2 separate regions of the Arachis hypogaea genome follow, and region 2 is linked to region 1. Evidence: chromatin contacts called from public Hi-C data. All regions are on one chromosome and are shown on one strand. Each heading gives the region's core, a stretch centred on a gene start, on an enhancer-like site or on the middle of the called end of the contact. The rest is flanking DNA. Distances are from core to core; before and after follow the strand shown. Region 1 has its middle 14 kb from the start of LOC112771534. Region 2 holds the start of LOC112791915 (F-box/kelch-repeat protein SKIP11).

Region 1 (5,751 bases), core at 1,762-4,261:
TTTACCGTATGTACGATAACTGACACACCAGAAGTGCGTCCTTCCTGGTCCTCTCATACTAGGGAGGTCCCTGAGAATAGAACAAAAAACGAGAGGCAACAGTGAAAATTTTTTGTAATGGACGAAAGTCTGACGGAACAATGCCGCAAGGAACCATCACTCAACGGATAAAAATTATTTTAGGAATGACAGGCTGATCTTCCTCAAAAATTCACATCGATGAAAAAGTTTAGTAGAATTGATCCGAATTTAGTAACATCGATACTTAGTTGGTGACTACGGTGTGAACATTATAATTATTGGATTACATACATTTAATTTGTATTAATAATTAAGACCATAATTATTATATAGTATTACTTTGGATGAAAAGCCGTGAGGATAGCTGAAAGTGCTTTATTGATGGATTGTTTTTTGAATTGAGAATTGTGTGTTTGGTCGGGGTTTTAGAAGAGGAGATGAAGCATTAGATTGGAAAGCAACGCGTGTTAGGGATAATGTTCTATTTTTATTATATATATATGGGGAAGGGGTAATGCATAGAACATATATAGTTGAAGTCTTTTACTTTTTCAACCTTTGGATTGGGTAACCTTTTACTTTTGTCTAAATTTTCCTCCCTTCTAGAACCCATGGTCGGCAATCCCAACAATGAATTAGTTTACATTTTTGGTTGTTCAATGGAAGAGCTTCTTGTAATAAACGGAGCCCCACTACTAATGAAGAGAAAAAATAACAATGGTTTGTTCATTGAACTTGCTTTTTCAAGCTTTTGTTTCAAAGTTATGAGTGGCACTAGATCATGGATTTGTTACGTATTAATATACTATTCTATCCTTTGACCTTCAAAACCAAAATTGGTTTTTGGTTGAGAAGATTAGAAGACTTTGTAGGCTTAGGCTGCGTTTATTTTTCAGAATAGGATAAGACACTGATAGATAGAGATATAAAACTTTGTGTTCTTGTATTTTGTTTAGTGATAAAATAGAATAAATTATAAAAATTTAATTTATTTTTATTTTTTTCATTCAAAAAATTTGAGATGAAAAATATAATAATAAAAAATATAATTATAAAAAATTAAATAGAATAATAAAAAAATAAAAAATAAGCTGTGTCTCTTGTTAGTGTTTTTGTGTCATTCCTATTAGGATAGACACAAAATACACTAATTCAGTATCTTTGAACATATTGTTTCTATTTATATCTCTCTTGCCAAACACGATCCTGTATCTCTGTGTCTCTGTCTCAATGTCCTGTCTCTAAACAAACGCAGCCTTAGTTATTAGTTTTGAGTTATTAGTTTTGCTTTTTAGAGCTCAAAATCCTTATATTTTGAAGTGTCTAAAGTTTGAGTATTGATCGTGAGGATAGAATTTTTTAGATTTTACGAATTAAATCAGACTAGTCAAATTTTTAATAATTAAATATAATTAATTGATGAGTTTTAAACTTTTAATTCGTATACTTTGAAAATAAATACTAAGTGCTATCTTCTTTGTATAGAAATATATCTTCTCATATTAAACTTTTATATGGCTTTTATTATGTGTGATTTGTTATATCTACTTAAAAAATGAGACTTAATTAGATAATAAACACAAGTTATATAATGAATAGTAAAAAATTGTATACCTAACTTTTAAACTGAATTGGATTGGTCGATTCCACCCGGTTAATCAATAACTAATTTCTAAATGGATCCGGTTCAAAGTAAAATCCATTTAACAGTGAATTAGTAAAAAATTAAAGAAAAAAAACTAATAAAAAAATTATATGCATCATATGCATTGGTGCTAGCAGTTAGTACTAGCAAGTTCAACCATTTCCTATATCATCAGACACGCAGAAATCAAATGCATCATAATCCCTATCCACAAATAATTTAATTTTGATAGATTATTTATATATAAAATATAATCCTAAAATAGCAGTTAGTACTAGCAAGTTCAACCATTTCCTCCAAATTAAAAGGAAAGTAGTTATAAGGCGCTTTCTATTTCCCAATGAATTGGTGCCACATTATTATAGTTATAGTTGCATATAATATTAAGTATATATGCATCTAATGTGACTAGGCTCTTTGGCCAGAATGATATCACAATTTAGAATCAGATTCGGTTTCTGATCGAGGAATAGAATTGTTTTGTGATTGACAACAAACACATTCATTGCAAGTTCCAAATACCAAATATTTACTAAAGAATATAAACTTCATTTTCATTCGGAGGCATTGGTGGCAACAATTTGATCACAAAAACACTCTTTAAAAATTGGCACATATGCCCTTTTCTTTTTCGTGCACATATGCCTTTATAATAGGAGGAAGAAAAAATATATATATATTCTACATCTATTGGAAAAGAATTTACCCACTTGAATAGCTAGGAATATGCCAATCTATTGTGTCTAGAAAACTTCGAACTTCGAAGGGATAAAGATGGCCATGTAAGATGTATTAAAAGTCTTCTCGTGTGCTTAATGAACAGTTTGTTGGTAACGATTGGCAATTTGATTCCAATGGGTTTAAGTAATCTTTCATTTTTATTTTTTATTTTTTATTTTTTTGTTACACTTGTAAAAAGATCATTTGCTTGTTGATGGAAAAAGGTCATATTACACTCCTATACAATTATTATTATTATTATTATTATGTAGAATTTTTGTATACCTACATACAAGCATGCGTCTCCATATGTGCCAAAAAATTGTAGGTTAGGTACATACAAAAGTCAAGTACAAATAGTTTGCCTTTTCGCCTTTGTTATTCAAGACATGGCGGGTTTATTTATTTATTTATTTATTTTTTGGTTGATTTTTAACGATGATAGCAGATGATTAACAATTTGCAAAGTCGGCACATCACTGAAAGTCTATAGTTTTTTATTGGGAAAATACTTTTGGAACTTTTTATTGGGCAAGTTTATATTTGAGACGTAACTATACTGGTTTAGTGGCCCGTTGAAGCAATTTTTGAACATAGGCCCGTTGGTATCCTACGAAGGAAGATATTTTGTCCAGTGGGCCAAATATATTGGGCCCAGAAGCAAAAATTGTATATGAGAAGACATGGGTTTAACATACACAAGTTCTCAAGTCCAAAAATAAAGAAAAAGAGTTTCAATCCACAATGAATTACTCTTTAATTTATCGAGTTAGGAGATATCGTGACAAAATAAAAAACAAAAATAACAATTGACTTAGCATAAATATTAGTTACTTAGGTTGCTTAACCGTTTTATCTCATATTGAATCCTTTGACTCAACATGAATTGGGTTTTGTAGGTTAAAATGTTCAAACTTTGAACTCAAGCCACACATTATGAAGAACAATTTTCCTAAATTGGCCCTAGCCGTGAACTCAATCCAACATGTATTTGTCTGGTTAGCCTAATTCAATAAACATCATTGGATTTTTTTCATAGTTTTTTAAGAATTCTATAGATTTTTCATGAAAACAAATTTTACATATTAAAATAAATAAATTCACAAAAGTTGAGAACTTCTAGTAAGGAATTTAGGTAACATTTAATTATACATGAAACTTTACATTCAAACCCATTATCCTTAAGGTACCAAGAGATGCTCGGACACAAAGACCACAACCGTTCAACCAAATCCATATGATGATGCCATAATTCGTATAAGGAAATGACCAACACTTAAAAAATAAATAAATAAAGAACACCTAGAGAAACAACAAATAAACATTACCCACATATGTTGCAAGTGGGATGCATGAACTGTTCATAAATCACGACTTAGATTGTGTGTGTTTTTTGTTGGATTCAGACAAAAATAAACCTACGTTTCACAGTTGTGCAACTTTGAACTTAGCATATAGCTCTGTTTCAGATGTAGGCCATGCATGAATGTTTTTGGTCACTGGGAACATGAATGGCCTCAGGGCTTTGCTGGATGTCCCTCTTGTGTTGTGTTTCATCTTTTTCTATCATTTGCGTTACAAGGAAGCATGCTTGCATGCAAATATAATTAACTCCGAGAAGTGCTAAAGTGCAGCAGATTTTGTCATTTGTAGTTATTAATTAATCATTATAAATGTTTTTAATGGTGTAAAATTATCTCTGATGGTGTGGGATTACTCTTTTTTTTATGGTTAAGTGCTAGTTTCCCTAGATTTTCTCTTTAACTCATCAATTATTATTTTATGGGAAAGTATGAGGAACTAACGAAATACTTGTACAATATGTACAATATAGGTTTATGCAGTATTAGAGATATAATCATTAGTGTTACTTTTTTCTATCAGTTGAAACTTTTGGAGAACTTAACCATAAAAAAAGTTAGTAATCCCACACCATTAGATAAAATCTCATACCATTAAAAATATCAATAATAATTAATTAATGGCTGCAATTCACAAAACTTACTAACCTCCTGACACTGTTTTTTTTTTTCTTAAGGTATTGGTCCCGCAAGATTCATAACATAGTTTGCGAGACTATAACGATATTGTCTCTCCTTTAAAAGCTTTCATTCGGTTTTTTATTGGTCAAAACTCAAAACCCTTTGTAGGTATTTTTTTTATTGGCCGACTCTCAACAATAGCGTCAATGTAAAAAATTACAAAAACTTTGGAAGAACCATCCCCATAAAAAACTAATTCATATGGTAAGAGAACCAAAAATTTTATGAAACTATTTTTCAAGTATTGCTTTCTGGATGTGAGATTCTTATACAGGTATTGATTTTACAAGACTTATAACATTGGTTCTTCTAAGCAAATGATGTTATTTAATTAGTGGTTGCATTCGTCAGAGGGTCCCTTATGATTTGAAACAACCCTGCAAATTAAAGAGTATATATGGACTACATTATTATCTGTGAATCTATGGTGCCAAAAAACAAAAGTACTAATATTTGATAGTACTTTTTTTTGTTAGCATCAGGATATCTATTAGGCGGGAACCCAATGACTAATCCTTTGAATATAAATTCCATTCTCATCCTATGATTAAAGAACACAGATTCTCATCCATATGTGCCAACTTGCGTTGGTACTTTTAATTGGACATTTAAAAGTTTAAAGTTGAACCAAACTCAACCGTAAACTCTTGTTAATTAGTGCGACAGACACACACACTTTACACATGAATGAATTTCTAAACATGTGACTCCAAAATAATAAAAGCCACCACATGGGGACCCTCATTTTTCGTTTAATCAATTTTTCTCAACCAAGGATCAAAACTGCAGTCTCAACACGTGTCTTCAGTAAAATTCTGTGTTCTACCAAACTTTTAAACAGAATTCTAGTTATCCCATCAACTTCAACCTTTTTTTTCTATTACAGATATATTCATATATTATTAGTTACATGCATTGTTTAATTTATTTAAGTAAACGTAAACATATTTTAGGTCATATATAAACTTAAAATGAATGACTTTATGCATTTTAGCCAGTGATCCCTACTAAACAAGAAACAAGTTGTGTCAAATATATAGTTGTAACTATTTCTTTGTATTGCTCTACTTGCAGTCGTACAAAATAACAAAAACATCACATGTGATTTCATTGTTAACCAAATGAAAAAACTTTATTTCCCTTTGTCTTTATTTGACTGCCTGCATTCTCCTGATTTCAGAGAAGATTGGAGCAGAATAATGAAAAAACAAGAACAATGTTGCATGGCCTCCGGTAAATATTATCTTCAAGTAAATATTATTATTTTTATCAATATTTGACTAATAATAATTTGCACTCATATTTACAGAAGTGTTGCAGGCA
Region 2 (5,751 bases), core at 819-3,318, 44 kb before region 1:
CAGTACCAACAGCCAAGGACTCCTTGTCCGAACACATGAAGCATTCGTTAGAAGCCATCCTAGGCAAATGCATCCACCTTTCGCGAATCGGATCATAGGCCTCCCATTCAAGGAGGGCACAGGAAAAGTAAACCCAGTGTTCTATGATTCCATTCAGTCTCCTCCACTTGTATAGCTCACCACTTCGAATAATGTTGCGAAAGCTTGAGTTCAGTGATGCAAGAGAACCATAATCGGACCTCGAACAGCGGCTGAGACAGGCAATCGAGCTGTCTCTGTTCATTCTAGGCAGAAGGGAACCAGAATCCGATGAATCACCGGAATGATTCTCTTGCTGCTGATCAGATGGCTGGTCACTGGAATTTGACAAATTTGCAGCAAGCAGCTGCATCTCGTCAGATTGCTGAACTCCAGAATCAGAAAAATGCTTGGATTGATTCTCCTGCTGCTCATCAGATTGATGGAAACCGGACTCCAATGAATCCCTGGCTTGATACTTGTCATGTTCAGCTAACAGCTCAGCAGAATGAGCTAGAGCATCTTCATCTATTTGGAGACCACTCAGCAGCACAAAATCATTCCTGTGATCCTGCATGGTAGAGTCATCATCATCACTATCAACACCATCATCAACGTCCTCATCAATTTTCGGAACAACAGAATCCTCAATCTGATAAGGCTGCTGTTGAAACAAAACTCGATTGGCTTCACCTCGGAGGCGGCGAGAACCCAATCTCTTGCTATTAACCTTCCTGGGATTGGGTTCATCATTGACATCATTTTCCAAAGGGCGCTTGCCGTTCTTGATGTCCAAGTCAGGCAGATATGTCATGAAAGGCCACTTGTTTTCTGCCTGGTAGGAGCTGGGAAACAACCTCGGAACCACACAGGAACGGCCGTCCAACATGTCTCTGCAACAACACCACCACCAACCAACAAGCACTCAATCTCAACCCTTCTATCAGATGTCTTTCTTCTTCTTCCACAAAATCAAGAGCCTGTTCAAACATAATCAATCAAATCCAAATCGAATTGAAATTCAATTCAGAACTTCCTAATCCCTTCTTCAAACATAAATGCCCAGAAACGCCAACGGGACAAGTAGCATGATTTCAGATCGGAATCCATTCAAAAACACATTTTTCAATTCCCGTTTACAAAGAAAAGGTTCTCACAAGAGAACAGAGGGATAGAGAGAAAAAAAAAAAGATTGCCTCGTGTAGAACCAAATTTACACACACACAGAGATCCCAGTTACCAAAAACAACTCAAACAAGTAGAACTTCAATTGAACGAAACCAAGTTCAGAGAATCCAAATGTGACACAAGAAATGAATCCAGCATTCTAAAACAGAAGAAGAAGCCAAACAAAATTTTAACTTTGAACAAAAACCCATTAATCATTATCATTATCCGCCAAATGAAGCAACAAAAACACACAAAATTAATTAGATCTCCACGAATCCAAAAGACCAAAGCCTTCAACACATAACAAAGCATGCTAACAAGCTCATTCAAAAGGAAGCTGAAAAAAACACACAGATAGAAAAAGGGAGAAAGAGAGAGAGGGAAACAGATATAGAGAGAGAAACAGAAAGAGGACTTACAAGTCTTAGAAGGTGGATAAGAAGCAAAACAGAAAAAACAACAATAGTACTTGTTGGGCAGCTTTTGCAAATTGAAACTAGAACCTTCAAACTCCCTTGTTTCTCTATCTAAATCTCAAAGTTCACTGTTTTGCATGTACTCTCCACAGACAAACACAAAACAAAGAGAGAGAAAGAGAAAAAGAGCCACTTTCTCTCTCTACACAGTTCTTAAGAGGAAGTTGTTGTTCTTGGTTTTTGGTTGGTCCCTTGTTGCTATAGTCTCTGCAAATCAGATGAATGCAAAACAAGGTTTTTGGTTTTTGGGAGCAAAATCTCAGAACAAAAAAAAGGACCCCCTTATCTCTCTCCTAAATCATAATCTTAATTTATATAATATATAACTAATAATTATATTAAAAATAAAACCAATTACCTTAATTATTCAATTAAATCGATAACTTTGTTCTTGGGGTTGTGCGAAATTTGACGGAGGTGGAGCTGGTGGTGTAGTGGTGGTGGTGGGGCCCGCAAAAGGTTCGCCCGGTGACCGGTAACCGGTAAACGCAGGTGGTGACACGTGTTGACTAGTGAAAGGTTTATTTTCTTTATTTTTTTGGGTTTATCTCGCTGACTCGGAGAACCAAAAAAATAAAAAGGAAAAGAGAGAGAGAGAAAGAGACTCGTCCGTTTACGTTACCCCCACGTCTCTGCGCCGTTGGATTCTTATTCTAAATCATCGGCTGGTCAATTTCTCGTGCATATTTGTGGGGGAGGAATCCTCTGCGACGCGGGTGTTAATGAGGTCGGTTTGGTTGGTTTGTTGGTCAATCATGAAAAATAACGTCCTAGATTTTACCCTTAACCCTCCTTAGATGTGACTTTTGACTGGTCAATTTTTAACTATAATCATCATTGTTATTTGTGTAAACTAATTTTTCCATTTTCATAACAACTCTTCTTTCTAACTTCTAAGTTTATTTGCTAATAAAGTTTTTTTAATTTATTATTTTTTAAGTAAAGAGTTGAAAATTAATTCTCTTATTAATGTAACAATACATTATTAAAGGTATACAAAATTTTATACTGTTAATAGACAAAAATTACATCTAATTAAAAAAATTATGTAAAATTTTATAAAAGTATATATCATGTACAAATTTTGGGTAACAAAGTAATTTAAGGATCATTTTGATTTTTACTCTAAATTTAAGAGACTAAAATAAAACTTACTTGAAAACTTTTTATATGCATACACATCCCAAAAATATGTCAAATATACCCTTTTTTTTCTGAATCTTTTCTTTTCTTTTCACTTCTCTCTAATTAATTTAATAAGACGCTGAGTTAAAAAAAATTAACATTTTTTATTTTTAAATAAATACTTATTTAGAATTAAATATAATTCTGAATATTTCTAATAATAAACACTTTCATACTTTAATTTGAAATATCCTTAACTCCTAGTCAATTAGATGCTTTATAACTCTTGCGATAATAAATAATCAACTTAATTAAATTACTTTTATTAATATCATGAAACATAATTAAATATGTAATTATAAAAAACCTTAAAACATAATATATGTATTTCCACATTTTTAGATGGCTTGCCTATGCTAAGTAAAAGAATACCTGATTAACCGTAAATATTAAAAATAAAGATTAATAAAAAAGAGAGAGAGAGTGTGTGTTTACTTAACTGTTGCGATAATGTTGTTAATTATGGTGATGATTATGATTATTACTACCGAACACGGCTGAATCAATGTTAAGTCAAAAAAGCAGATTTTGCTACGTTTCCAATCTCTGTTTGCGTTTTCGGCTGGGGCTCTTCCTTCCCCTTACCCTCCTTTTCACGCTCTCTTCATCCTTTCCTTTGATGCGACATATATCTATATTGTCTTTTTCTTTTATATAATATAATGTTTTTTTTTTAATAATACTAATATCTCACTGTTTAAGCTGATGCGTTATTTATTTTTCGGTTCATTTCTTGCGTCTACGCGGATGACTAGCCAAGACTCATCACTTGATCTCTTTTTATTAAAATCAACTCATATAAATACTTACCATTTCTGGTGAAATTAAATTAAAACCGTAAAAGTTAAAACTCATAATAATATTTAATTATTTTGCAACAAGTACCATGGTAGAAAGTAACATTATTAAAAGGGAGTTTTAGGTAGATGAGCAACAAATTAGAGGTTGGAGATGTAAGAGATGGGCACGAATCAAAGGAAGAGATTAAAGCCTAAAAATTTTCCACCCTGCAAAGTACTGTGTTGAGATTCCCCTAATCATGTCAAGCTTTTAATTATATTAGTTGCTATAGTCATTACACCCAATCTAATATCTAATCTCGTAGGGTTTCATAGGCCTAACTTTCTTTCTTGCACTTTAGCGCCTATCAGTCTTGAATTACAATCATCATCTTCAACATCATCTCCCTTTTAATTTTGTTGTCTTTCACCTCCGTTTTACGTGACCATCACCACATTCACAGGTGATGGTTTGGTCGGCATGCTATTTGCACCTAATTAATCACACACCTAATTATATTTTACTAGTTATTTGTTAGAAATATAATTATTTAGAATTTGGATCATCTAAAGTTTGAATTTTACTTTAGAGAGTAAAATGTGATCTCTCACCATTTATTTTATAGGTGGGACCAAGAGAAAATATGAGAGAGAAACCATTCAATGGTAGAAAATCACAATTTACCCTCTAAAGTAAAAATTTAAAATTTAGAGGATCCAAATCTAATTATATTTATGTTACTTTTATTTATCAGTTTAAGTTTTTGGAATTATTAATTTTATGATATAGTATCAGAGCTATATATTTTCGAAAGGTCCAAAATTCGATCATTGATGAACTCTAAAAATAACAAAAATAGTATAAGACAAATAAAAAGAAAAAAAAGATGGTGTGATTGAAGTGAGAAGAGTAATTTATAGTATTAAGTTTATAATTACTTATGTATTTTTATTTAACGATTTAAATTTTTTAAATAAAGAGATTATCATATTTAGATTATTGATTTTTATATTTATGATAGAAATTTAAACAATAAATTATGTGACCTTTTAAAACATTTTAGTTTAGCTCATTTATATATTCTTATATAACCTCCTATGATTTATATTATTTGTTTTTATGATTCAATAATGGCTCCAAAAGAAAAGGATTATATAAAAATATATACAAAATACAAAATTTAAAGCAAGAAAGTAAAAATTCACCGAGACTTAGCAACGTTTGTTTCGCATATATAGAACATGCTTGGGTAAAAAAACCTTTAAAAAATTTCATTTAGAAGAACAGTTATTAGTAGTGCATCGTGGTATGGAAGTATAGGATGAAAGGAGTAATTTCTATATACCATATGAAAAATTCTCATTACATAGAAGAATTAGGCTTAACAAAATGTATCATACATGATAAAAATTTAAAAGAAGTCATTAAAAAAATTCAATTAGACTGTCAATATGACCCATTCGAAAACTCTACAATGAACAGAGAAATGAATAGTGATGAGGGCCTTGATAAAATGAGACTGAATTGTTTATTTCTAATCCTGTATTTCCATTGAGTTTTAAAGATATTATCAACAAAATTTAACTTAATCCAATCAAGGAGAGAAAACTCCAACGCGGATGAAAAAGAGAGGTATTAGGAAGAGAGAAGTGAAGGAGAAAAAAAAGTCAATTAGTTAGTTCTAAAAATAAAAAAAAATGAGAACAAATAAAAAAAAAGAGAGCTGTAAAAGAAAATGAGTCTAATAAAAAATAGTTTAACAAAAAAAAGTAAAAATTTAAAAGAAGTGAAAATAATGAAAGAGAGAATAAGAGAATTAATAAAGAAGAGAAGCAAGTCAGATATAAAGTAAGGGGTACTCAATAAAAATAAAGAGGACGAATCCAGAAATAAAACAACCAAAACATGAATTACCAAAAAAAAAAAACCATGGAGAATAGAATTACAACTTGGTCAGACTTATAGTGACGACGAGGTTATTGTAGACTATATCAAGCATGATTTGGATGGAAGGAATACTATGAGAGAAACTAGATTAAGTACTAGATCTAGAAGAAAGAAGAGCGACACAAATTTAGGAATCAGAATTGTTAGGGAATGAAGCTTGGAACAATTTGATGCA

What was found. A called contact is a pair of places that touch in the nucleus more often than the background predicts.
Region 2: a Hi-C map of leaf shows a contact between it and region 1, with 4 times the contacts expected there. The contact joins the promoter of LOC112791915 here to the enhancer-like site in region 1. A contact is called at or near these places in 3 of 8 Hi-C or Micro-C datasets (leaf and an unstated tissue).

What each region holds. Positions count from the first base shown.
Region 1 is chr13:137,044,256-137,050,006 of arahy.Tifrunner.gnm2.J5K5, reverse strand. No RefSeq gene overlaps it. Among protein-coding and RNA genes, the nearest start is that of LOC112771534, 14 kb to the right of the region's middle. Within about 2 kb of position 3,011, at least 3 of the 3 cell types and tissues checked have open chromatin away from gene starts, as enhancers often do.
Region 2 is chr13:137,086,948-137,092,698 of arahy.Tifrunner.gnm2.J5K5, reverse strand. LOC112791915 (F-box/kelch-repeat protein SKIP11) reads right to left here and starts at 2,068. Exons shown (of 2, transcript XM_025834948.3): 1 at 1,608-2,068; 2 at 1-998. The coding sequence starts at 907.